2 separate regions of the Anser cygnoides genome follow, and region 1 is linked to region 2. Evidence: chromatin contacts called from public Hi-C data. All regions are on one chromosome and are shown on one strand. Each heading gives the region's core, a stretch centred on a gene start, on an enhancer-like site or on the middle of the called end of the contact. The rest is flanking DNA. Distances are from core to core; before and after follow the strand shown. Region 1 overlaps NSMCE2 (NSE2 (MMS21) homolog, SMC5-SMC6 complex SUMO ligase). Region 2 overlaps NSMCE2 (NSE2 (MMS21) homolog, SMC5-SMC6 complex SUMO ligase).

Region 1 (6,842 bases), core at 817-3,316, 120 kb after region 2:
GACTCAGAGTCAGGTGAACTTCATTTGTCCCATTACACAGGTATGCTATCACTGCTACTATAACAGATTGTGAAATAGCTATTTCGTATTCTTCCTTGGCTTGTTTATTACAAATCTGTAATACTTGTGAAAAATCAGGCAGTAAAAATTACAAGCATTATCAGAAAGGAGCAACACTGCTTGGAAAAAAACACCTCATAAGTAGCAATGCAGTTTACCATGTGGGACCTGACCCCGTAATCTCAGTGTAATGCAATGTATGAGTGGTAAACAGACTTCCTGCTGTTTTGCATACATTTCATAAGAAGCACTTTCATGGGCATTATCAGTTCCTTTAAATAAAACCTTATTGATTACAGGTGGAAATGAAGAAGCCGGTTCGAAACAAGGTCTGTGGGCATTCCTATGAACAAGATGCCATTCTAAAAATTATCCAGACTCGAAAGCAGCAAAAGAAAAACGTCCGGTAAGCTAACAAGAATGTGTGGAAAAGCTATTTGCTTTGCTGTGTAAGTGGAATTTTACTCCACTTGTTCTAGGAAATGTATTTGGATTGGCAAGGCTGCAGGAAGTAATACTTCAGTGTCTGCCCAAGTCACAGTCTCCTCATTAGTACTGTACGCATGAAGGATCTTTTTTTTTTTTAATGAAAACAATGTGCAAGGAAATATTCAGGAAGTGTGTGGGGAAGTTACAGCTACTCACGGTACCTGCACAACAGAATAAAAGAGATTTTATATAGCTGTGAACAACAAAGAGAAGCTTCATAAAATTCAGTTGCTCATTTTATTTCCACTGCTTATTTAGCAAGCCTTAGGGTTAATGAAAAAATAAACCTCTCCGCTGTGCACTCTCTTTTGCAGCTATATTCCAATACAATTAGAAATAAGAAATATTAAAAGTCAACCTCCCAGGTAGTATAGAGTTTAAGAATGATCAGATGGGATTGTGTACTTCTCACTGCAGTGCAATGAGATAATTCTGACTTTATAGCACCAAAGCAGCTTGCACTTGCACTTTCCATGCAGGACATATTTCGCTGAATGCAAACATGTAAAAGTTGAATTATTAAACCTGAAATTCTCCCTGGTAAGTTTCAAATTTAGAATTGTTTTGAATTTCCAAAGCTAACCCCCAACACCTAAATCTAAAAGAGAGGAAAAGGGACTCAAACACTTTTTAGAGCAAGTGTAGTGGACGTACTATGTCATCATGAGCTGTCGTTATTAATTTCACATTTGGTTTTGCACCAAAAATGCTAGAGCTTGATGCTTGGGGGTCGATGACCTCATGGAAACTTACAAGTTGTGAACTTTTTAATAAATATGCAGTTTGCTCAGGAAGGACTGTAGAGACTGATTTTAGAGAGTGATTTTTAGACCTGATTTCTCCAAAGATAACGCTACAGTCAGCTTACTTCCTCCATCGGTAGCTCTGGCATTTCTGTTACTCTGCACACGCCGCCACATGGGTACAAAGGTAGAGCAGGACTTCTTATTCCATGCGTCTTCCTGGCTACAGGAAAGTGCTACTACTAAATCAGGCACCCATGGGGATGGCTCTCTGAAGAAGGGGAGCTGGGAAATAGCTCCCAAGTTGGAGGGGACAAAGTGAGAGTTCTGGAGGATGGGGTCAGGCTAGGAAGCAGGTGCTCAACAGCCCCAAAGCACTACACAAAATACCTTCTGGAATATGGAACTGAATTTAGGACGTCCATATCTAGACATTTCTCTGTGTTGTTAAATCCATCAGGAAAAAGTCTACTCTACTACCATGAAAATATAGAGTAAAAACCATCAAAGCTGTAAAATGCCCAGCTTTAAAGTTACCTTATACCCAAACTGAAGTGATTTGTGCGGTCTGAATCCTGGCAGTTCTTAATCTTGGGTTCTGAGCTTGCAACCTTCCCTTTGTTACAGTAGTTACTCCAACGTGCTAGAAAAGCCAGAGCCCAGCAATAACCAAGCTTCACTGTAACTAAATTAAGAAAGATTGCCTGCTTTTCCCTGCCCACTGTCTCACTGACCTGCTGTAATTTTAACGTTTCTGGAGAAAATGCAGTCAGTCTTTACAAAACCATAGCCTGCTGTGGTGGGAAGCCAGGCTAGTGCATGCAAGGAGTTCCTCATTCGAGCACACCACTCTGGTCGTGTTGCTGCTTTCTGGTGTGTTTGGCAGTCCCCTGGCTGAGCGGCAGCTCTCCAGCTGGCACAGGCACAGCCACCAGCTTTTGTGCTGGCAGACGTGCCATATTCTTCAGGCAGTTCTGATGGATCTGGTTTGCTCACAATTTTCCACTGCGTGGAAGGACACACTAACACTTGGTGTTTACAGAAAACCTTGGAAGCTTTTCTTAGGACTTGTTATTCATTAATCTGTGAAGTTATTGCTCTAATAAGGTGATAAATGGGAAAACTGAGGCACAGAGCAATTAAGTGACTTACTCATGACAAACGCAGTAAGCTGTGGGCACGTCTGGAATAAAAGCTGTGAGTACTGAATGTAAATAAGTTCAGCACCCGAGATAAAGATTATTCCTAATAGGGGAAAAAAGTCAGAAAAAGCATGATTTCTGTCCACTGGAACCATCTGTGTATGTTTGGGCCACTGCCAAAGGAAAATGACCTCTGGTCCCTGAATATTTTTCAACAGTAGTATCTTCCTCTGACTGTCTCAAGTAGTTGTAAGCCATTTTGTATTTGATCTTCATTTAGAGGCTGTTAATTTGACCCCATCTCTCCTTTCTGTGCTTTCTCAGTTCATAAAAGGACTGGCAAATTTTCACACCGACTAGATGTTTCACTGATTCATCAGTCAGCCCCTGCAAGTCTCCTTCTCTTTTATCTATTTCCCTAGAAATTAATTTCCCTATTTATCTATCAGAGAAGATTATACTGCTCCACTGCAGGTTAACAGGGTAAGAGGTAGTTACCTGCAGCTTAGAGAGGACTTCAAAGAGAGAAAGGAGCATAGCAAGATTTCTGTGCAATGTTAGTATCGTTACTAATGCAGGCAGCTTGTCTACAGGGAGCAAGAGAGCGATCCGCAGGTGAGAGGCTCCACCTCTCCCCGTGTTCCTTCCTTCAGCTGTTGATTCCCACCGATTTAGATAAACGGATTTATTTTTCCCAACAGAGAACTGGTGAAGCGGAAGAGAGGTAACGAGTTGCTGATAGAGAGAGTGAATCCCAGATAAATACAATAAAACAGCAGATGTTGTTTAAAAGCCTATATCTGACTAATACAATTCTTCTCATTTACCGGAGTCTCTCTTTTCTTTTTAACAGCTGCCCTAAAATTGGCTGTAGCCATGATGATGTAAAAGAATCAGATCTAGTGCCAGATGAAGCACTTAAAAGAGCGATTGACAGTCAGAATAAACAAAGCTGGTCAACGCTGTAGAAGTCAGCTGGATATGTTGCTGCCACAAAGAAAATTTGTTATTAGAGATCTTGTGAGATAAGCTGCTGATTGTAAGCAGGTTGTGTAACTGATTGTTATTTAAAGGGTTTCATTTATAGGCAAAGTTGAAGGTCTCAGCTGTAGCTGGAAGTGCTTTTTTAAACTACCAAATACGAGGGATTCCAGTGTAGCTTGTTTTTTTCTCCCCTTCCTGAAATTCAGAAATCTTATATTTGATAAATAAAATGTGTTTTTCATTATTTAACCTTCCTTGTCAGCGTGTTAATTTTTTCTTTTTGGTGTATTAGAGATGCAAATTCTGCCAGCATTTACTAGTGATCGCTTTGCTCAATGTTTCAGATAGTTCTGTTACTGTCTGTAAATGCTGGGAATACTCAGAGTTGGGCACTCTGACCACAGTTTACCCAAGATATATACCCCGCTTGGGAGTGCTTCCCTGTTTTGATACAAACCTCAAGAAACTTTAGAAGAGCTTAATTTGCAGGAAGTGCTACACGTCTGTACCTTGTGTATGGACACACATTTACCACTCACCTTTGGGGATCTTGGCCTCATTCTTATAATTATTGAACACTCTGCACTAACTTACCCTTTTCTTTTGAGATGCAGGAGCTTTTATTTCAGATTTTGTGTGTGTGTGGGATTCCCAGGGAGCTTTGCTGTAATACTGTATGTTAGGAGACTACAATTATTTACAGATGTGTTCCAGTAACTAATTTGTAGACAATACGAATATATTGTAACCATATGACTTGAATTTAAAAGCAGATAATCAAATATTATATCCATGCATTTAGGTACAAATTCAGGAAAAGATTTAAGCTTTGTGACAGTATTTACTACCTAAATTGATCTGCAGACTAGCAGATGAGGCACTAGGTATATGCATCAGAAACAGCCATAGGTAAAAAGAGCTGCCTTGGTTGGTGGTCAGGTGGCACTTACAGAATCACAGAATGGGTTGGGTTGGAAGGGACCTTAAAGCCCGTCTGGTTCCAACCCCCTGCCAGGGGCAGGGACACCTCCCACCAGCCCAGGTTGCCCAAAGCCCCATCCAGCCTGGCCTTGAGCACCTCCAGGGATGGGGCACCCACAGCTTCTCTGGGCAGCCTGTGCCAGGGCCTCACCACCCTCTGAGTAAAGAATTTTTTCCTTATATCTAATCTAAACCTACCCTCTTTTAGTTTAAAGCCATTCCCCCTCGTCCAATTAAAATATCTTGGCATATGTGAAACTGAAAATACAGGGTTCTTTGAGCTTTGGGTTCCTTGGTGGGTTAGATGTTGTTTTCCTAGGTCATTTTTGTGAACTTACAACCTGACATTCAATATAAAATGTAACCACGTTACCAAAATGCTAAGCTTTTCATTCTGGGTTGCTGTTTGCTAACAGCTTTCCTTTATTAGACCGTTATTAACCCCAATTGCACTTCGAGTGCAAACCACTTCAAGATGAAATTATTATTTTGTAATTGAAGAATATTAATCTGCAAGCTGATTTCATAGCTAAAAAAGGGAACTGGGCCATTATTATTTGCACTGAGCTTTTGTGTTCAAAACACTTCATGGGAATTAGCTGGATAATTTTCATAATGTGGTTTAACCCCAAAGGTTTATCTTTTCAAAACTCAGTAGCGATCAGGAGTACTTCTGTCTGGAAGCCCAGCTGAAATATTTGAAAGAGGCTTGGGGGGGCTGAGCAGTGTGTACTTGTTTGTCTGCTTATGTCTGAAAGTCAGGTCCCTTTTAAGACATCTCGGGTCTCAGACTAATAGCTTTTCAGAAGGTGGGTTGCTGATTTTCAGGAAAGTGATACAATTAAATACCACAAGGGAGGATGTTAACTACAGTATTAGAATAAAAAAAGTAAAAAAAAACAAACCAAAACAAAACAAAAGTGGTGGTTGTGGTGGTGGTGGTGGTGGAGGGACGTCCTAAGCTGTTGGTAGCTTTTTCTCAGAAACAGAAACCTGTGTGAAACCTACGGTGGTTCGACAGTTTGCAGTTTCTGATAGAGGTGCAGTAATGTTGTCCTCATGGGTCTAATTCAATCCTTACTGGTATTCAGGCTCCTAAGTTTTCAGATGCAAAGATGTGTCTACAATTTCCATGGCCTTAGTATCGCACCTCAAATTTAGTTCATGTGGGTGTTGGGATGCTTGAATATGCCTTCAAATAATACATAACATTATAAATGCTAAATTATACCCAGATTAATTTGTACCTACAAGGTGGTGGCATGGTGATGGCAAAATACGTGACCTTCCTTCCTTTCCTCCTTTGCTAGCCTGAGCTGGGCAGCATTAGTGAATCAGAGAGCCTATAAATTCTGAAATCCTTCCCAGTCTTCAGCTGGGAGGAATGGACTGATTTTTGGGAGCGCTTCTCTGCTTAGCTTTACTAACAGTGGCATATGAGGTTGTGAGGTGTATGTAATTATATAGAGGAAGGTTTCTTTAATCATCATATACCTCTTTTTCAAGTATGGCCACAGCCATATTATTCAGAAAAAGACAAATATTTGATGCACTTATGCCAGGATTGCTGACTGGAGTACTTAAAAGGGTCCCGTCAAAATCAGTGATGTACAGCACAGATTCAACCGCTAGAGAAAACTTGTTGTATTTACTGCAATCAGTGAAGCCCTGGTCCCCAAAATATTTGTCCTTTCTGAATTTAAACTGGGTCCAAGGAATCCTAGTACAATGAATGAATGTATTTTTCTCTGAACCCAGAATTTGAGCCATCCTGTTGCTTTTTCATGGCTGATTCTCTCTTACCGTTGATATTTGCAAGTAATTTTCCTTCTGGAATTGAAGTGATCCAGGCTTGGTCATCACCGTGAGTTGCAGCTGGTATTTACTAGGCGGAAGGACAGAATTGCCTTGGCAAATAAAGAAGGCTTCTGTGCCTATCAACTGACCTGGTGGAAGCTATAAAACACTACTGCTTCATCGGGGTGGCTGGAGTCAGTGGCAGCTCTGTGCTCTTTCATTTGCGAAGTCTGGGCTTCATTACACAGCAGTGACCTCTCTGTTCCCACATGTCCCATGCCCCACATAGACTCTGCTCTGATTGGAAGTAGCTTGCAAGAGTTAAAGAATAAAAATAAGTTTCTGGGATGAATAAGCTGATCTGTATGATTCACAGAAGTGGAAACAACAGCAGTTAAAGCTTCAAATCTTAATCTGTTTTGGCTGTAAGATATCATATGTAAACAGGCATATGTTAACAGTTCACAGGGTAATTTGTGTCTCATTGTTTGACGTCAGGAATTTTGCAACAATATTTAAGGAAAGAAACTCAGAGGTGAAGCTTTTTTTTTTTTTTTTTTTTCCTGTTGCATAAGGGGTCCTTTACAAATACAGCAAACCTAGATATAGTTGGGGTCCTGATGTTAGATGTAGTAAGGGTCTGTCA
Region 2 (7,094 bases), core at 2,691-5,190:
CACAGGGAAATCTTGGGGTGTGTGGGCTTTCTTCAGAGCTGAGATAGAGCAGTAATTTTCAAGCTAACATTATCACTGAGGTTAAATTTCATTGTGGTTTAGCAGTAGAAATGAGCAGATGAAAAGGGCAAGCTGCATTTTGGGGTGTAGTTTTGCTTAATATTTGCTTAATGTTGAATAGGAAGGGAATTGAAAACTTCTGGTGAATTGCAGTTCCACTGACACTTCATAGAATCCTAGAATGGCTTGGGTTGGAAGGGACCTTAAAGATCATCTGGTTCCAACCCCTGCCATGGGCAAGGATGCCACCCACTAGACCAGGTTGCCCAGGGCCTCATCTAACCTGGCCTTGAACACCTCCAGGGATGGGGCATCCACAGCTTTTCTGGGCAGCCTGTTTCAGTGCTTCACTTGTGAGCTAAGATTTCATCCCTGCTCTGTAGTGTTTCAGCGGTCCTGTGAACACTGCTATTTGCACTTTCGTTTTATCTCCCAAATTCTTTGGGTGTAAACTGCATTCAGAATGTTCTGTCTGTTATTTCTAGAGTAACGATTTCAAGATGCCAGGGGCTGCAAGAATTTTGTTCAACTCTGTGGATTCCTCTCTCTCATCTCTGAAAAACTGCCTATCTTACATAAATACTGGAATGGATATCACTACTCACGTTGCCCTTGACCTCGTGGAAAGTTTCAGTAAGTAATTCCTCTGAGTATCTTCTTCTATTGCATCCCGAATCTCACAGGTGAATCCTAGGCCTACATATTTTGACTTTGTTACAGTCAATATCTATCTTTGTTATAGGAACTGTAGCTCTGCTGGCTATACAGGGTGTTTTCATCCCACTCACTTCATTCTTTTCAATGATAAATTCAATGAAAATGTAAATACCAAGCAAACATTGTCCCAGCTTTTGTAACAACCCAGACTAACAGTGTTCCAGTGTTTATTATCCTATCGCTTTGTAAAAACTTCAGTATTGCTGAAGACGATGGAGAAGACCTTTTAAGGTGAATAAAATGACTTTTCTTTCTAATACTGCTTCTTTGTGTGTGTTTCATTTAATGTTTAGGGCAAGATATATTAAACAATGCTAATGATTTTGAGTACAAAGCTTGAGACACCTGTTAGGGGATGCAATTTTCTAAAATGCTGTCTGTTTCTCTGCTGAAAAACAGACCCTTTAAGGGTGCTTTAGTTTGGACATGTACAAACTGGGATACCATAAATCTAATCATTTCTAACAGTCTTGTCATTGCTATTTCACAGCAACAGGTGCAGTGCAAAGCTACTTTTCAAAGACAAATATTACACCTCCCATTTCTGTAACTCCTTAGATCTGTGATAATATTTTCACTAGGAACAAAAAATCAAACCTTTAAAGCTTTAATTATGAGCAGAGAGTGAAAGTCCTCTAAAAGAAAAGATTTGTCATTCATTATAAATCTTGCGCTCAACTAAGCCAAGGTTTATGTACAATCAAGATGAATGCTTCTCCGTTTGTCTAGTGTGATAGATCTCTCTCCTCTGACCTTTTTATCCATATTGCTGTCAGAGACAATTGACGTGCTGTTTCTGGATGGTAGAGGAAATGGAAAGCTTGTCTGAACAGTCAGCTGGGGATTCCCTTTGTGGTAAGACGGGTATAGCCAGTTCTGCTTCCTCGCTGCCTTTGCAGCCACCATCCCTCCTACTTTTCCATCAGTGGAGACACACCGAATGTAGTGAATTCTTGTAATCCCAGAATGATCTGCAGAAATTAGTTATTGGTGACAGAAGAAGTTTTGATTAATATCACTTCTCTGTGGAAGCCAAATCAAGCCCCTGTTGCATTCACGTTTGGAGGCATGATAGGCAACTTAAGCTTCACTCTGCAGGTTTGCAGCTGAGGGTTTGTGCATGATACTCCTAGGAAATTTCATGATCTTTCTCAATCACCTACTTCTGGCATATTAGTCTTTAATTACAACCTTAAAGTTGTTTGTCCACTTCATTCAGTAACCAAAAGGACCTTATGTAATATATTGTCCAGGGAGGGGTTTACTCCTGATGAGCTTCTTATGGCCATTGTTACAATTAAGTTGTATCATGTGACTGGAAACAGCTCCCAGACCATAAAATTCATTTTATTTTAGCAGGGGTAACATCCTGTAGAATTGTAATTCCAGGATTTTGAAGCATGACCTTTTAACATAGTCCGTCCCGTTGCGCTACAGAAAAGCTATTACAGGCTTACTTTTGTAGTTTAGTTTAAATCTCTATGATCTATGTGCTATGGTGTTAACTCTTCACTTAGAGTAATTCTCTCCTTCACTCCTACTCGTTTCTTTGCTGATTTATGCACATGTGAAACAAGCAAATGAGTGAAGCTCCCTCACTTTTCTTTTACAAGGTTTGTTTTTCACTCCCTTAGCTGTATATATAAAGGTCATTCATCTCTTGAACTTGAGCTTCAATTTCTTATGTTCCATATACAATGCCATCAGGAAGATACAAAGTTTCTGTGGTGTGACATACTTTTGGTAAATAACTGCTGTGGTTTTTTGTTTGTTTGGTGTTTTTGAGTTAGCATCATCTGGTCTGCAGTACTTGGCTGTTAAGCTCGTATAACCAACTCATTAACACAACTTGTCACATATATAAAATTGTCACCCACCTATTCTACTTAGCCTGCATGTTCTGAGGCAAAGTAGTCATTTAATTTTGAGACACCTTTAGGTAATATGCTTCTGCATTCTTGTTGTTGTCCATTTGCAGTTTGTTTTAATTTCCTTTACAAAATCTAGCTTCATCCAGCTTCTGACAGGTTTCATTGCTAGGCTTTGCAGTGGCAAAAGAATTCTATTGTGATTATGTGGTCAGTATTTTATTTTACAAGCCCTGTTGCTGCGAAGATGCTTGCATGTTACACAACTCTGCTTTTTGGGAATAGTACTGGGGTAAAATTCTCTTAGGAAGTACATGAGAGAGGTTGGATTTACATCTGAAGATAGATAACCCAAAAGGCATACAAAGTTAGTGCAGTAAGTGACGTCTGTTTCTTTTCTGAGTTGTTACTCTCCAAGAGCCCAACCTTGAAAACCTTTACTGGTAGGCATATTTATTAAATAATACACATTAGTGTTTGCTGGACTGGCTACAGTTAAATGCAGTATCATGGAGGGATCTCCCATAAATGCACCTGATAGGAAGTTAGATTTAAAAAAAAAATTTTTTTTAAAGATCTTCCTGGATCACTTTTCCCTCTTTTTTCTTTAGATTATGATAGGGGCTTTGCTCATGTGTTGTATTTGAGATGTTTTATAGGCAGCAAACGCTGTGGTTTTGTTGTGGTTTTTTTTTTCTCCCTAAGATTTAAGGGCGATTCATGAAAGAACGTGTATGTAATTTTTCTAACTTCAGTGCTCTAATATAAGAATAATATAAAGAAGAAATAGAAATTAACATATGAATTTTCTTTGACGTATTTAAAGTGCTTTTATGGTATTTCAGTCTTGAGGGTGCTTCCCTGTTAAGTAAAAGCCTGCATACTAGGGCTAGAAAAGGCTCTTCGTTTTCTGACATACTTAGTGGAGAAGGATGTAGGGAACAGTTGTGAAGAACATAAAAAGAAAACAGTTTGGTGTTTCAGCACGGTTGTGTGCGTGTGAGTTGTAAAGCAGCCACGATTGTTCAGGTGGAGTGAAAACCAAAGCTCGCTAGGGGGCAGGAGAACATAGGAAGTAAACAGTACTTCCCTTGAAGCTCCAAAAATATTGAAAAGAAACTGGCTGCTTTACCTCTCTGCTGATCTGGCCGTGATCCATGAGCCGCCTAAAGCCCTCTCCAGTTAAACCGTCCAGAGAACAAAGAACTCTTCTTCCAGGGGTTATGGGAGCCATAAAAACCTCTCGGGATGACTGAATCTAAGCTCCTTAACAGGTGGTGGTAGTGTTACATGGAATAAAGAGGGAGCAAGCCTGCTTTTTAGATCGTGAAACCCTGTCGGCTGTTGATGGGAAGAGGTGCCACTTGTGTGCCACAGTTGGCTCAGGATATTCCCTGCTTTACAGTAGCCTTGTAACCTTCCGTAACCTTTCTTTAGAGGATCTCAGCTGCTTTGCAAACACTGGCTAAGCCTCTCTGCTCTCTGGGAGGTAAATAATGGTTGCAGGGATTACTTCCTCTACCAGGATTGAAATGAAAATCTTCTGAGGGAATAAGGGTTGCTATATAGAAACGTTGTGACTCCATAATAATCCGAAAGAGAAAAATAAGTTTTCCTCCATCTGATTGAAACAGCAGAGAAAACTTAACTAGAGAAGATAGAAAGGGGTTTTTGAGTTGGATGTTGGGGACATCAGATTAAAATTACTGTGATATTTATTCATGAGTAAGCAGATCTTTCACGGCTTTATGTTGATGTGTGCTTTGAAAGTTTCAGAACAAAATCCAGCACTGGGTTTTAATCAGTAATTTCCCATGTAGAATTCCTCCTACTGAAGTAAGACTTTCCTTTCTCTCAGCACCATATTTCCCTTTAGGAAGCTGCCGTCTACCCACTGACTCACTTCAATCCTGTTTAAAGGGATTTTGATCTGTTTCTGGGTGAAGGTGGCATGGCTGCAAGCTAGTACACATACCGATGCTACCATGTATTACTGTGCTGCTGTACTTAAAATTATTCACTTTTAAAAGCTGTAATAAAGCTGCAATAAATATTAATCTGAGGAATGTAGAAAATTGAGGGAATCTGTTTCACTGTTTCAAATGATTTTGAAGATTTAAAGATTTGTAGCCTTTCATCAAATGTTACCCCATTTGGCAACGCAGGACAAAATGTAGCAGTTAATCTACTTCTTCGCAGCCTGGAATGGGTTCGTTTTACTACTTTCTGCAAAATAATAATACTAATAAAAATAATGCTTACCCATTTCACAGGAATATTGGAAAGATTTAATGTCCGATATTTCCAAGCAGGTTCACAGTTATCTCTATTTATGCATATAGTTGTCCTGACATCTGCTTACAGTCCACAATAGTAAGTTTAAAATGATTTCTGTCCATTTAATCCTTATTTAATGTTGTGAGATGTTTTGGGAATCCCAGCGAGCAATAACGAGCAAGTATGGATATTTTTACTATGGAATTGTCAATAATAACAGAGCTCACATGAAGTCAAAAGAAAAGTATTCTGCAGTAGAATTAAAGCAGTCTGAAATATCTCTGAGGCTTCTAATGATATAAAGACCCAGAATCTGTTCCCAGCTTTTTACTACCTCCTCTTTCTTTTGTGCCTCCTGGCATCTTGTTCGCTGTTGCTGTACTCTGGAAACAAACCTTCAGTGAGCTCCGACCACAGTGGTCCCCAAGTCTTTTTCCTCTAAGGATCCTACTATTCACCCTGTGCTGTAGGGATGAGAGAGTTGTACTGATGTAAGCTTTATTAGCAAAACTTCACTTATCCGAGTCTTAGTTTCATCAACGTTTCTGTTACATAGTCCCCTAGTATATTTAGGTCCATTTTGTTCTAGTCCTCTATAGGCTTACGAAAAGAAAACGCTAGTATTAAATATTCAGGTCAGGCATTGCTCGTTTATGAACATAGATGATCTCTACCAAAGTAAGGCAATAGTGTTGTTCAGGATTTCTGTTAACCTCTGGTGATTCAGGTAAAGGATAATTTTAATGTATCCGAACCTGAAAACCTCGTGTTTCTCAAAAAACTTTGTTGATATCCATGAAGTTATATTGATGAATAAGACTTGCCTGTTCATAGAGAATTTGCAGACTTTTGACATTGAGCATCCTTGTGGTGCTGTGTTGTGAGCATGTGCTGGCAAACTGACAGAGCTGAAATAGGATTTCTGAGGAACTGAGGATCTGAGCTGGAGATGAAAACTAGTTTCACCAAACTGAATGTGAAAGGGAAACAACTAACTTAAAAGTTTATTTTATTTAATGATTTTAAATGAAAGATTTATGTCCATCCCAGGCATTCTGCCGATTATCTTTAGGTACTGACATTGTCTAAAGGCCATACGTTTTTTGTTTGTTTTTTGTTTTCCAAAATAGCATCGTGGTACAGAGACACTTTAAAATGTCACTATAGAAAAGGCCATGTAAGCAGCAAAATGGAGTGTGCAGAGTTGGTTTCAGTGTGTCCTCTCTGCACTCAAAATGCTCTTGGGCGTTCTATGGCCCAGTCCAGTGAAACACTGAAGAAAAAGATACATTTAAGTTCTCGAGTGATCACCAACTTTCAGAGTGATCCGTGTATTTTAAATGTTACGTGCATTCTCATATCCTTTGCTGGATTGGAGTCCTAATAGATACGGGAATTTGAAGGTGACACTGTTGGAAATGAGTTACAAGTGCAAGTAAAATCGTTGAGTTTTACTATAATTTCTGTCTTTCTAAATTCAGCCTCAGTCTGTTGTTTGAGCTTTAGCGGTGTGACTGAAGAAAGAATTCACTGTCAGTACTTGTTTGGCAATCTCTCTCAGCTGTGACGTTCCTAGTATTGATCTGTTAAGTCTCCTATTAATACCTCTGTACGCTGAGGAGCAGCTATTTGCACTGCTTACCTAACTCAGCATCTTCCTATAGGGTTAGAAGGCACTGCTGGATACCCACGTGAAATACTTGAAGGATTGATAAGTCTTTCTTTCTGTTTTTTTTTTTTTTTCATTGCTATAACCTGCCATACGTATGGACTGATGTGCTGCTGATGTTTTGGATATGCCGTAACAAAGACAGACATCACTTCCCAGCTCTGCTTGGCAGAATGGGATATGAATTCTGCCAGCTTGCTGAGGATGGCGGTTTTATCTGGCTCCTCGAAAGCAGAACTTTCTCAAGAATATGGGGCTGTGAAGGACACAGAGTTGTAGATATTGGAGGAAAGAAGACTAATTCATGGTCATCTCCTGGCCTCCAGCCCAGCACTTTGCTCTTTAAAGGGGTAATTGCTTTTGTCTCTGGTCTGGAGCCAAAGCCACGTGGGACTGGGAAGAATGGCCAAAGCAAATTGGGAAACAATTGGAGAGACTGGAGAGCATGCTAGCTATAGACAAGGTGCTAAGAAATTCTTAAAATAAACTGTCTAAAAAAATGT

Evidence for each region. Hi-C and Micro-C count contacts between places; a contact is called where the count stands out from the background.
Region 1: a Hi-C map of liver shows a contact between it and region 2, with 2.0 times the contacts expected there. The contact joins two enhancer-like sites. A contact is called at or near these places in 2 of 7 Hi-C or Micro-C datasets (granulosa cells and liver).

Annotation. Positions count from the first base shown.
Region 1 is chr2:152,288,400-152,295,241 of Taihu_goose_T2T_genome, forward strand. It overlaps NSMCE2 (NSE2 (MMS21) homolog, SMC5-SMC6 complex SUMO ligase), which reads left to right. Exons shown (of 8, transcript XM_066990737.1): 6 at 1-40; 7 at 360-466; 8 at 3,288-3,667. The coding sequence ends at 3,402. Among named protein-coding and RNA genes, the nearest start is that of TRIB1, 8.7 kb to the right of the region's middle. Within about 2 kb of position 2,067, at least 1 of the 3 cell types and tissues checked has open chromatin away from gene starts, as enhancers often do. A contact at or near this core is called in liver, where this site is marked.
Region 2 is chr2:152,164,956-152,172,049 of Taihu_goose_T2T_genome, forward strand. NSMCE2 (NSE2 (MMS21) homolog, SMC5-SMC6 complex SUMO ligase) reads left to right here. Exons shown (of 8, transcript XM_066990737.1): 2 at 546-693. The coding sequence starts at 561. Among named protein-coding and RNA genes, the nearest start is that of NSMCE2, 6.3 kb to the left of the region's middle. Within about 2 kb of position 3,941, at least 1 of the 3 cell types and tissues checked has open chromatin away from gene starts, as enhancers often do. A contact at or near this core is called in liver, where this site is marked.